Regions from separate parts of the Sus scrofa genome. Here regions 1 and 2 are each linked to region 3. A link is a contact called in public promoter capture Hi-C data. All regions are on one chromosome and are shown on one strand. Each heading gives the region's core, a stretch centred on a gene start, on an enhancer-like site or on the middle of the called end of the contact. The rest is flanking DNA. Distances are from core to core; before and after follow the strand shown.

Region 1 (3,829 bases), core at 223-2,722, 160 kb before region 3:
CCACCAAGTGTTGCTGGGTGGTCGGGGAGAGAGTTGCAGCCTCTCCCGCAGAGTAAGAGCACAAGGGAAGCGCACTCTTTAAATCAGGGAGCCTGAGCAGCATATATAAGGACTCTGATCCGCTCTGGTTTGGGAAATCTGCGTCTTATGATTTTTTTTCCCCCATTATAAAGATTTTCCTGTATGACTAGGTCACTTTGTGTGTACAGCAGAAATTGACAGAACATTGTAAATCAACTATAATAAAAAATTTGTAATGAAAAAGATTTTTCTTATTCAAAGACCAATTGGAGAACCACCCTTATTCTACAGATTAGGGAGCCCTGATAACGCACACCCCCAACACGTACGCAAACGACATACGCACACACCTGCGCACCAGTAATACACAAGCATCACACATTACACACCAAAACACAAACCACTCACAGACCCCAAAACATCAGGACTAGAGGTAGGCTGTTCCATATCCATGCATCCCCTAAAATACACTCGAGGACCGGGGAGGAGTGAAGGGTGAGGGGTGCGGTGAGCACACGGCTCTGCCCTCAGACACGTGCACCAAGCAACACTCCGCGCCCCCCCCCCCCCGCGCTCCCAATTAAGTACGCACCTTGGACATGCACCATTCCGAGGACCGACCTGCCCAAACGCCCTCCCGGGCAGACGGCACGTTACCGCCCGAGTGCGGCGGACCCAAAGCCCCAATTCTAAAGGAAAAGGCATCGCAGGCCAATAAACGAGGAGAGAAGGAAGATGCGATGCGCTTCTGGGGGAAGGGGACTCAGAAACTAGTGAGAACGACAGTGGGAGTGGGAGCGAGCCTGTCCCCTGACCCTGCCCAGCAAGCCTTACTGATCCTGGTGCAGCGGCTGGTGGCTGTGCGGAGTCTCCCTGCCCTGCGCCGCGGCCTCACTGAGGTGGTGCCGGACGCCCCCGCCAAGGAGAGGGCTCCGGCTCAGGTGACCCCAGCCTCTCTGCCGGCAGTGACTGCCGGCCCGGCTCAGTGCATTCTGCAGAGCTTTCATAGAGCGCATCCCCCTAGACCGCCGCCGGCTCGGCTAGAGCGCCCAGGGCGTCTGAGCGGTGGCTGGAGGGAGGGGCGGAGGAATCGTGGACCAGGTGGGGGTAGTTCTGCGAGGGAGTGCAGAGCTTGGGAGGTGCGGAGGCGGCGCCCAGTGAGTGGCGTTGAAGAAGGAGGAGGGACTGGTTCCTCCAAGGCTCCAGCCACTGCCAGGTGCACTCAATCCCACCGATAAAGGGAATCGGTGAGGAGTGAGCTAGATGGAAAAATACCAAAAAGGTTGTAAAGGCTAGCTTGAAAGGGGCGGTGCCTGAGAGTTGGGATGGACAGTGTTCGTGTCCAATCGTTGAGGAAGCAAAAATCTTGGGGGCGGAGAAAAGATGAGGCTACCCAATGAAAACAAGGGGGTGTGCCGTTCGCAAAAGCCGGTGGATTCCTCCGCGCACCCGCCCTCTGCGGCGGGTCTCTCGTGCAGCCGCTGAGGGCGGGAAAGCTGAGGTGAGGCAGCTCGAAGGGCGAGGACGCGGTGGCGTCAGGACGATGGAGTTCTCGGAGAGAGAGGAGAAGCGTTCTTCTTTGCACTTGGAGAAGCATGAGCTCTGTTCAAGAGGCTTTTTAGTGACCTTCGACATTCGAAGGCCAGAACCCGCCCTCAATAACCCGCCTCGTAGTGCGGCGTGGAGGCCAAACGAACGTCTATTCTCCAGCACGCAGTGTTGGTGAGTGAGGAGTCAGATGGCTGGAAATTACCCCAACCAGGAGCAGCCCCCCCCGCCCCCGAGCGCTTCAGTGAAATCAGGAGGCCGCGAAAAAAGACACCCTGGGTTGCTTGGTTGCCTGGCTTCTCGTTTTATTTCTACCAGTTATTTGGGGACTGCTTAAAACTTAGGTATTCTTAACCTTGAGCCTGTAAACATTTTATAAACAGTTTGGTGCTCTGTCAATTTTAGCTGTTTTAATTGCTTGCTGTATTCATCACGGGCAGAAAAGATAGACAAAAAGAATTTTGAAAACTAAGCACATTTAGGAATCTTATCATTGGTAACGAGGAGAGCATTCACCTCTATCTTTACACTGTCTCACACAGCATCTGTAGTTTGTAGGAGCTCGTTGAAATAACAGCTATTATGGCGCATCAACCACTTGGTTGGTCTGTCTCTTCTTCTTACTGGAGACCTGCAGATTAGGTTATTAGTCCCGTTCTGAAGATGAGGAAACTAAGACTCCAAAATTGACTTATTTGAATAAGACAAACCCAGCTAAGTACCAGGGCCAGGAATCAGATCCAAGTCACTGACTACAAGGCTCTCTCCATCATGCTGCACTTCCCAAAATTAACCATTGAATTATCCCAGGAAATGAGCTAGTTTCTGAATGAGGCATTTAGGTGGAAGCAACAGTACTGAGAGTTGTCTAGAGGCTGGCAGTATCACAGAATGCTGCCTTTCGTTTTGTTTTTGGGTTAACATGAGCATCAAAGGGGGGAAAAAAGGAATTGCCTTTTGGCCTAGAGGTTAAGGATTCTTTGTTACTACTGTGGCTTGGGTTAGATCCCTGGCCCTGGAATTTCCGCATGTGGCCTGCATGGCCAAAAAAATAAGATAAATGAGTACTAGGGGCAGCTGTGAGAAAATCAAAATCTTTCTCTGGTGTGTTCTGTAGAGAGGGAGTTCTCCTTTGGCTTGGTTAGGGTTGGAGGGTTTATTTGATTTGAAATCAGGTGGAGTGACTTTTTGCTTTTGTTTGTTTTTCCCTTCTCTAGTCATTCGCTAATGTGCACAATCCATTCTCCTATAGGTGAGACTAATTCTGGGACCCCACCTTACTCTGGCTGTCTTTGGCTTTGCCCATGACTTAAGAAAGTTCTGAGTCTTAATACTTGGTATATACTTGGGCCAGCATTAATTTTTCCAAATGTAGCAGGCTAATCTTACCCTTGTTTCATAGGAATGGTAGTTCTCTGAAGCTTTTTGAGCTGTCAAGAGAAAGATAACAAATGTTAAGGAATTTCTAAACATTACCTGGAAGGTATTTGCTTCTTTTTTATTTCCTACCCGTTGCCTTTTTTTCTTTCTTTCTTTTTGAATGGCCTTACCCACTGTATACCAGGGCCAGGAATTGAATCTGAGCTGCAGCTGAGACCTTTTAATCCACTGCAGCTGGCCAAAGATTGAACCCGTGCCTTTGATGTGACCCAGGCTGCTGCAATTGGATTCTTAACCCATGTGTCATAATGAGAACTTCTCTCTTCTCCCTGTTTTTTTGAATTAGCTTTAATTGTAGTTAGTAATGAGTTCCTCCCTTTCTCCCCACATCTCTCAGATGTAGAAACTGGTTGGGTAGTGAAGAAAATCTACCTGTAGAAGGGAAGGCTCTTTGTGGAGAGAGCTAGCCCTCAGCTGCACTTTGACCTTTGGACTGATTCTTTCACTATAATATAGCTGCCTTTGCATGAGGATGGAACGTGAACTGGTGACTTGAGAGGCCCACAGGATTTTGTAAAGTATAAGATATTCAAGGAGAACAAGTTTGTCATCCCAGGTGGTTCTGGGCAATATCAAGCTCTTTGTTTTGTTTGTTTCTAATTCGAAAAGGACCTAGCTAGTTAAATGTGTACAAAAGTACTAGCCAACTGTGACATGGCCAGCTAGACATGAGGCTTTTCATAAGTGAAGGAAAACTCGTAAGTGAAGGAAAACTCTTTCAAGTATCTCTAATGATATTTTTTTTTAGGTCACACTCTGGTTGTGCTAGAATTTTGTGGTGTATGGGAGAGGAATGGTCTTAACGATTTCGAATCCCTAA
Region 2 (3,609 bases), core at 342-2,841, 250 kb before region 3:
CCCCCAGGGCTCCACTTCCTCCTCCTCCTTTTCACCTTCCATCTCCTATCCTAAAGGGCTCCCAGAATGGGAACCAGAGGTGGGAAAAGCATGGGACACATTATACAAACCTGAGGTGAGCTCTCCTACCCCCACCCAACCTCAATTTCCTTATTCCATGTGTATCCACCGATGTAAAGAAAGGCAAACCATTTCTCCTTCAAACTGAGGTAATCTCTCTGATGCTGGAAATGTTTTACCTAAAGGATGGATTTACCACAGAGTCATATTTGAATCTGTAATTTCATTGGGCAGTTCTGAATAGTCCTAAGGGAAGGGAGACCTCTGTCAAGTGTAAGTTTTTCAGAGAAAAAGGATCAAGCTGTTGGGAAGGCTTTGGGAGCTATCTGTGTGGTCATCCATGGCCTCATTCTGACGTCCAAATTGTCCTGGGACCCTCCACTGGGGTTGGGGCAGTCCCAGATTTGGACCACCCTCCACACCCACGCCCAACCTCACAGTCTCAGCTGTTTCACTTAATGTTGCATCAGGGATGGTGATGAAATCAGTATCAGTGGATTTTACCCACGGATGCAACAGGCTGAAGGACTGAGCCGGGGTCACTGACATTGTGCACCTTCAACCACCCAGAACTCCTGGACTTCTAGCCACGGGGAAGGGGCTGGGTATTGGAATGACAGTTGGATTTCTAGCCTTGGCTTATACTGCCCCCCCCACGCCCCCGCCCCAAATCACCTGAATTCCACAGAGCCCATGAAATTTGGGCCACTAAAGTTGAGCAGTCAGATGGTTCTTAGCAACAGCTCTCGCCCTCCCATAGCCCTCCTATCCTCCAAAGTGAGGCCTGAGGTGAGGGAAAAATAATACCTTATACTGAACTTATGTGGCTTCATAGTTCACAAAGTGCTTTCATATCCATTCTCTCCCAGTGGAAATCAAAATGTTCCCAATAGAGAAGAAAAAGCCCCCTTATTCTTAGATTGAGGGCATCAGGTGGGGACCAAACTTCATTCCAAACTCAGCTAACCATCCTATTAAGAGATGAACGCATGCTTCTGTTTTGGTTTTTACTCAGGCAGGAGGAGATGAGGAAATTAGTTTTGAAGGGAGGGAAGATATCGCTCTGGAGGCAAAAAGATGTGGGAAAGGTTAAACAGGAAGGAACTTAAGACTAGATTCATTTAAATATTTGTTACACCCACCCCTACCCTTTTCCACAGCCACTTTGATTCCTGGAGAGCATTACACACAAGTCCCATCCCAGGCCTCCAGCCACAGCAACCACACGATTCATTTCCCCTGGAACTGAGGCTGCTTACCTGGGCTCTCCACGGAGGGGGATGATGCAGGGAGGGGAATCCCACCTGCTGTGAGTCACCTGCTAGTATAAAGGGCGGGTTTTACGATGCAGGGACCTTAAAAAGAGACTCAGAGACAAGAGAAAATCTACAGGAAGCAGCTCAGAAACTCGGTGAACAACAGAGGGATCCAAACCAGAGGTGCGCAGAACAGGCTCAGAGCAAGAAGTGACAGAGACTCCACAGGGACTGAAAGGAACGGAACCAGCCAGATCTGAAAAGCAGGCAAGGAGATGCTGGGAAGCAGAGCTGTGATGCTGATGCTGCTGCTGCTGCTACTGCCCTGGACCTCTCAGGGCCGGGCTGTGCCTGAGGGCAGCAGCCCTGCTTGGGCTCAAGGCCAGCAGCTCTCACAGCAGCTCTGCACGCTGGCCTGGACTGCACATCTACCAATGGGACATGTGGTGAGTGGCAACCTCTGGGACCAAACAGAAGCCTATCTAAGCTCTCCAAGGCTGCAGTGGGAGACTGAGGCCTGGGGTGGAAGCTGGAGGGTTAAAGGCCATCAGGAGGTAAGAGAGGACGGGAAGCAGGGATCTAGGGAGAGTCACTGCCTGAGGATCCAGGTGGGGTTTGAAGGTACTTATTTCTTCACTCTTCCCACCCCTCTTCCATTCCAGGATCTACCAAGAGAAGAGGGAGATGATGAGACTACAAGTGAAGTCCCCCATATCCAGTGCGGGGATGGCTGTGATCCTCAGGGACTCAGGGACAACAGTCAGGTACTAAGATGAGGCTGGGCCACAAGGAAGAGGGGACTGGGGACAGAACTGGACCCCAAAGTGACTTAGGAAAACTTCTGTCTTTGTCCATTCAACCTGCTAAAATAACAAACCAAAGACTGGGTAGTTTATAAACAGACATTTATTTCTCAGTTCTGGAGAGTGGAGATCTGAGATCAGAGTGCCAGCATAGTTGAGGGCCCTCTTCCAGGATGCAGAGTTCTTGTATTTTAGGAAGTTCTGTAGGTCTCTTCTATCTATCTATCTACCTACCTACCTATCATTTATTTACTATTATTGTTTTTTGGCTATGCCTGTGGCATGTGAATGTTCCTGGGCCAGGGATTGAACCCATGCCACAGCAGCACCCTGAGCTGCTGCAGTGACAACACTTGATCCTTAACATGCTGCACCACAAGGAAACTCCCTGTGGGTCTCTTATAAGAGCAGTAATCCTTCTCACGAGGCCTCCATCCTCATGACCTAATCATCCCAAAGGCCCCACCTCCTAATACCATCACACTGGGGGCCAGAATTTCAATGTATGAATTTTGTGGGGATGCAAACATTCACATCATAGCCGTGTTTAGGAATGGCAAGAATCAGATGGGTCTTCAGCAGATGCAGTAATTAGAAGGTATTTTTCTTTCACTGCCTTTTCTCCCCAGTCCTGCTTGCAAAGGATCCACCAAGGCCTGGTTTTTTATGAGAAGCTGCTGGGCTCAGACATTTTCACAGGGGAGCCTTCTCTACACCCTGATGGCTCTGTGGGCCAGCTTCACGCCTCCCTACTGGGCCTCAGGCAACTCTTGCAGGTATAAACTAGGGGCCTGGAGCGGGGGGTGGCTTGCAGGTGTCAGAGACAGTGCCTGGGGGGTGAAGGATCCTCTCTACTAGTGTCCTGTGTCCTTTCAGCCCGAGGGTCACCACTGGGAGACTGAGCAGACGCCAAGCCCCAGTCCCAGCCAGCCCTGGCAACGCCTCCTTCTCCGCCTCAAGATCCTTCGCAGCCTCCAGGCCTTTGTGGCTGTAGCTGCCCGGGTCTTCGCCCATGGAGCAGCAACTCTGAGCCAGTAAAGCCAGCAGCTTAAGGATGACACCAAGACCTCCATTGCTCAGCAATGCTAAAATGAAGCTATGAGCCAACAAGTTCATCAATCCATTAATTTTAATGGGACTTGCTCTGTTGAAAACTTACCTACACTGACTGATTTATGATGCTGACCTAGGACAAGGTTGAATATTTATTAGATGGGAAGGGAAATTTGGGGATTATTTATCCATAGCAGCAGTTTGGGAAGGAAGATTATTTATTATATTTATACTGAATTATGATGTTTTTCAATAAAGACTTATTTATGTGGATATCTAAGTCTAATTTCTAGGTTTGTTGGGAAAAAGAAATAGAATGGAAAAATAGGGCCAAAGGACTACAAAATGTATCCTTCTACTCTGCAGGGCTATGGCAGAGAGGGATCTTTCCTCATGATCCCCTGGTACATAGCGTAATTGGGATCTTTTTGGCCTTA
Region 3 (3,365 bases), core at 491-2,990:
CGCGGGAGATTTTTCTGGCGAGGAAGACGCGGGGGAGGGGGAGATCCTAGGTCCAGAGTAGGAGGGGTACCCTGGAGAGATTGGCCGAGAGGCGTGAGAAGCCTCCGGATTCCGGTCGCAGAGGACAGGAGAGAAATGGGTGAGTAGATAGTGCGGGGGAGAGAGGAAGGGCAGCTCCCGCAGGGGGAGGGTCAGATCCTGCGTCCAGGGCAGCGGGGATCCCGGGGAAGGGGACCGCAGGGGCGGCCCGCCCAGGGACTCCAGGACCGGTCGTAGGTGCCAGGCCTCACCTGGAGCAGGGCCGGGCGGCGGCGGCGGCGGCGGCGGCGCAGGTGGCCGAGCCGGGCGGCGGCGGCGCCTCCTCCCCCAGCCCTGGGCCGGCCGCGGCGGAGCGGGAGGTGGGGGGGGAGCACTTAAAGGGGCAGGAGCTACTGGGGTAAGGACGAACGCTCCGATAGGGCTGTCGCGAAGAATCCTCTGGGGGAGGGGACGCTGGTGGCGTCTCCTAGGGGCCAGAACCAGGAAGGATCCCAGATGGAGGAAGAGAACAGATCCCAGGAAGAAGAGACAGAAACTTGGGTGGTGAAGTGGGGGAGGGTGGTGGGTCCGAACTGGAGGACTTGGGAGAGCTCCGCCTGCGCTCCGGGGGCACTGGCAAAGATCTCTTCACAAAGGAGGGCATGAAAGACAGTGAGAGTCACAAGGACTCCCGAGGAGTGAAGGTGCCAAAGAGGGAACTCGAGGCCGAGCCTGCTGGGGGTAACAGCGGCCCTACCAGGTGCACAGGTTCCCTGTTTCAGCTCCTCACCGACCCAATCTCTTCAGCGGTGGAAAGACACAGCCTCTTTCCTCAAGCTCGGCCCAAGTTTAAAAGTCTCTGGAATCAGGAAGCCACGAGAGCAAAGACCTCCTAGGCCTCCTAGGCCTTTCAATGTCAGTCCTCCCTCTCTGAGTCTTCTCAGTGACTGGAGCAAGGGGGACCGCCAACAGCAGCCCTAGTGAGGCTGATGTAGAACTGTGAGAATTGTGCTTTCTGAATTCTAGTTCAGCTTTCCCCCAACCACCACCACCCTTGCAGCAACCTCTGGGGCAACAGGAAGCAGCTGCTCAGTGCAGCCCCCACCTGGTGGTGGGTCAGGGTGGGGGAGGAAAGAAGACAGGGACTTAAAAAGCCCAGGAGAAAATGGGGGAAGATACACCTTTAAAAAATCTTCCAATGAGACCAAAAGTAGGCTTTACTTTTTTTAGGGGGGAGCAGCAGTGAGTGTAAAATAGTGGGAGGCTCAAGGAGCTGGGGAAATGGGGGTGAGGTGGGAAAGCCCCCACCTAAGGTGCAGTCTCAGGTTCTTCCCTGGAGCTGGAGCTTTCCAACGTTCGTGGTCGGCAGCCTCATCAGCTGAGCCCTGTGCCCCTATAGTCTGGCGTCTCCTCCTTCACCCCTCAAAAGAGCAAAGGTTAGGCCCCACCCCTGCTGAGTCAGCCAGGGAGGGAGGTAGGCATCCCTCAGGCCTTCCCCGAGGGGGGCCGGTCTTCATACTTACCCATGTCAGGCTGGCTGGGCTTCAGGGCTGGGACCACCTAGCTCCTCACCGTCCTTGATTCCCCCTTCACGTGAAGGCTGGTGTTAGATCCTCCCAAACTGTGAGCTGGGAACCAGCACGAATCAAAAAGCCAATGTATGCTTCCTGCGAACCACAGCCTGAACTGCTGTAGGGTGATGTCCCTGTGTGACAGACTGGGGTGGGGAGGGAGGAGGGAAGGGCGGGGCTTTCTCTGGGTGGAGAGGGAGGAGGCGGTGAGGACGGGGCAGAACCAGGAGAAATATGGAGGAAGGTTAGATCTGTGTTGACACTCCAGTGGCATGCTACAAGAAGAGACCGATGAAGGAGGAAGGAAATAAACAGTTGCAGGTAGTGAGAGGAAGAAGTTTCTGGATGAATGCTGAGAGATGTAAATGTGGGGGTGGAGGGATAGAAATGACCTTTAGGGTCGTAGTTCCCAGGTCTGCATCTGGATAACAAGGGAAAGTGGAGCAAAAAGGGCCGGCCCTGGGGGCTCCTGCACCAGCTTCTTACCCCACTTCAGTCTTGACCCAGAGGATGTGTGCCCCCACCCCATAACTCAGCATTTCCCCAAATTCAGGATTTTCTGGGAGCAAACTACCAGGCACAGGCAGCTCAGGGGCTCCACCTTCCGTCCAGATCACGACACAGAAGAGACTGGTGCCAAGGACGTCATAGGCAGATGGGAGGAAACTTATAGAGGCCCCTACTCCACCCCTGGCTCCTCTCCCAAGGCCCCTCCCCAACCTTCAGCCCCCGGGGGCCTCTGAATTGGGATGTTTGTCCTACCCGGCTCCTAATCAACTTGAATGCCTCAGGGTGGAGCTTATAGATTCAGGCTCCTCCTCAGGACAAAAGCCCCAGCCGGTTTGTAAACAGTCATTAGCTAAGAACCACATCCCTGCAAATGGCCTTCAAGGATTTCAAAATGGTGAGATGAGAGTTTGTGCAGAGCCTCTAGCCCTACCACCAGAGGGCAGGATATGGGTCTGGGCCCAGAAAATATTTCAGGAGCACCAAATCCGACCTAGTACTTGTTTGAAACTGGGTGTGCCTTTGAGTAATTCTTATAATCCTGCACCTTTCGGTTGGCTAAAGTGAAGGGGCAATTGTCTAATTCCACTATTTAGCTGAGAAACCCCAAGCCCAGCAACCCTGCAAATTACTATTCCTCTGTAACAGATTTCAATTTTTAGGGATCTTAGAATAGGGCTAATGGCACTTTAAACCCTGCACTGCCTCAAGGAACCACATACAAGTCTTGCCCAAAATACATGATGAAAAAAAACAAAACCGTGGCAATGGTGGGGCGGTGGTGGGTTGACTCAAATTTTGCACAGATCAGTATTAATCCTTCAAAACACTGATTAACCCCTTACTTCTCTTAGAGTAGCACTTATTTTTAAACCACCCAACCCACTTTTCCCAGTGTGCTTTTCTGAAAAAAACCTTTTTATTTAGCATAGAGTTTTGGGCCAGGGATCAGATCTGAGCTAGTCTCAGCTGTAGCAACACAGGATTCTTTAACCCACTGTGCTGGGCTAGGATCAAACCTGCATCCCAAGGTTCCAGAGATGCCACCACAGCAGGATGTCCCCTTTTGCTTTTTTAATCAAATAAGGTGCTAAATAGAATACTGAAGAGCCAAAAAATTGATTTGCCATGAACAACATAAAAGGCCAAAGTTGAGACCCTACTAGTAAGATCACATCATCCACAGGAAACTCCTCACAAGACTCATGCTAGTTTATTAATCCGAACTAGCAGCTTTTCTTTTTTTGATGACCCCATTTCAAACGTATA

The links. Promoter capture Hi-C pulls out the DNA fragments that hold promoters and counts their contacts.
Region 1: a contact with region 3 is called in a promoter capture Hi-C map of liver, with 4 times the contacts expected there. The contact joins the promoter of RBMS2 here to the promoter of BAZ2A in region 3. A contact is called at or near these places in 4 of 5 promoter capture datasets (fetal liver, fetal skeletal muscle and liver), 4 of 47 Hi-C or Micro-C datasets (fetal heart ventricle, heart right ventricle, liver and 1 more) and 2 of 2 datasets of contacts at active chromatin or transcription factors (alveolar macrophages and skeletal muscle).
Region 2: a contact with region 3 is called in a promoter capture Hi-C map of liver, with 4 times the contacts expected there. The contact joins the promoter of IL23A here to the promoter of BAZ2A in region 3. A contact is called at or near these places in 3 of 5 promoter capture datasets (fetal liver and liver), 5 of 47 Hi-C or Micro-C datasets (alveolar macrophages, embryonic fibroblasts, fetal heart ventricle and 2 more) and 2 of 2 datasets of contacts at active chromatin or transcription factors (alveolar macrophages and skeletal muscle).

What each region holds. Positions count from the first base shown.
Region 1 is chr5:21,818,380-21,822,208 of Sscrofa11.1, forward strand. RBMS2 (RNA-binding motif, single-stranded-interacting protein 2) reads left to right here and starts at 1,473. Exons shown (of 17, transcript XM_021092894.1): 1 at 1,473-1,743. GLS2 (glutaminase liver isoform, mitochondrial) reads right to left here and starts at 1,622. Exons shown (of 18, transcript XM_003481629.4): 1 at 856-1,622. The coding sequence starts at 1,037.
Region 2 is chr5:21,730,825-21,734,433 of Sscrofa11.1, forward strand. It overlaps IL23A (interleukin 23, alpha subunit p19), which reads left to right and starts at 1,592. Exons shown (of 4, transcript NM_001130236.1): 1 at 1,592-1,762; 2 at 1,979-2,080; 3 at 2,749-2,895; 4 at 2,996-3,157. The coding sequence starts at 1,592. The coding sequence ends at 3,157. STAT2 (signal transducer and activator of transcription 2) reads right to left here. Exons shown (of 24, transcript NM_213889.1): 24 at 2,206-3,609.
Region 3 is chr5:21,981,293-21,984,657 of Sscrofa11.1, forward strand. BAZ2A (bromodomain adjacent to zinc finger domain protein 2A) reads right to left here and starts at 1,741. Exons shown (of 29, transcript XM_001927752.7): 1 at 1,542-1,741. The coding sequence starts at 1,545.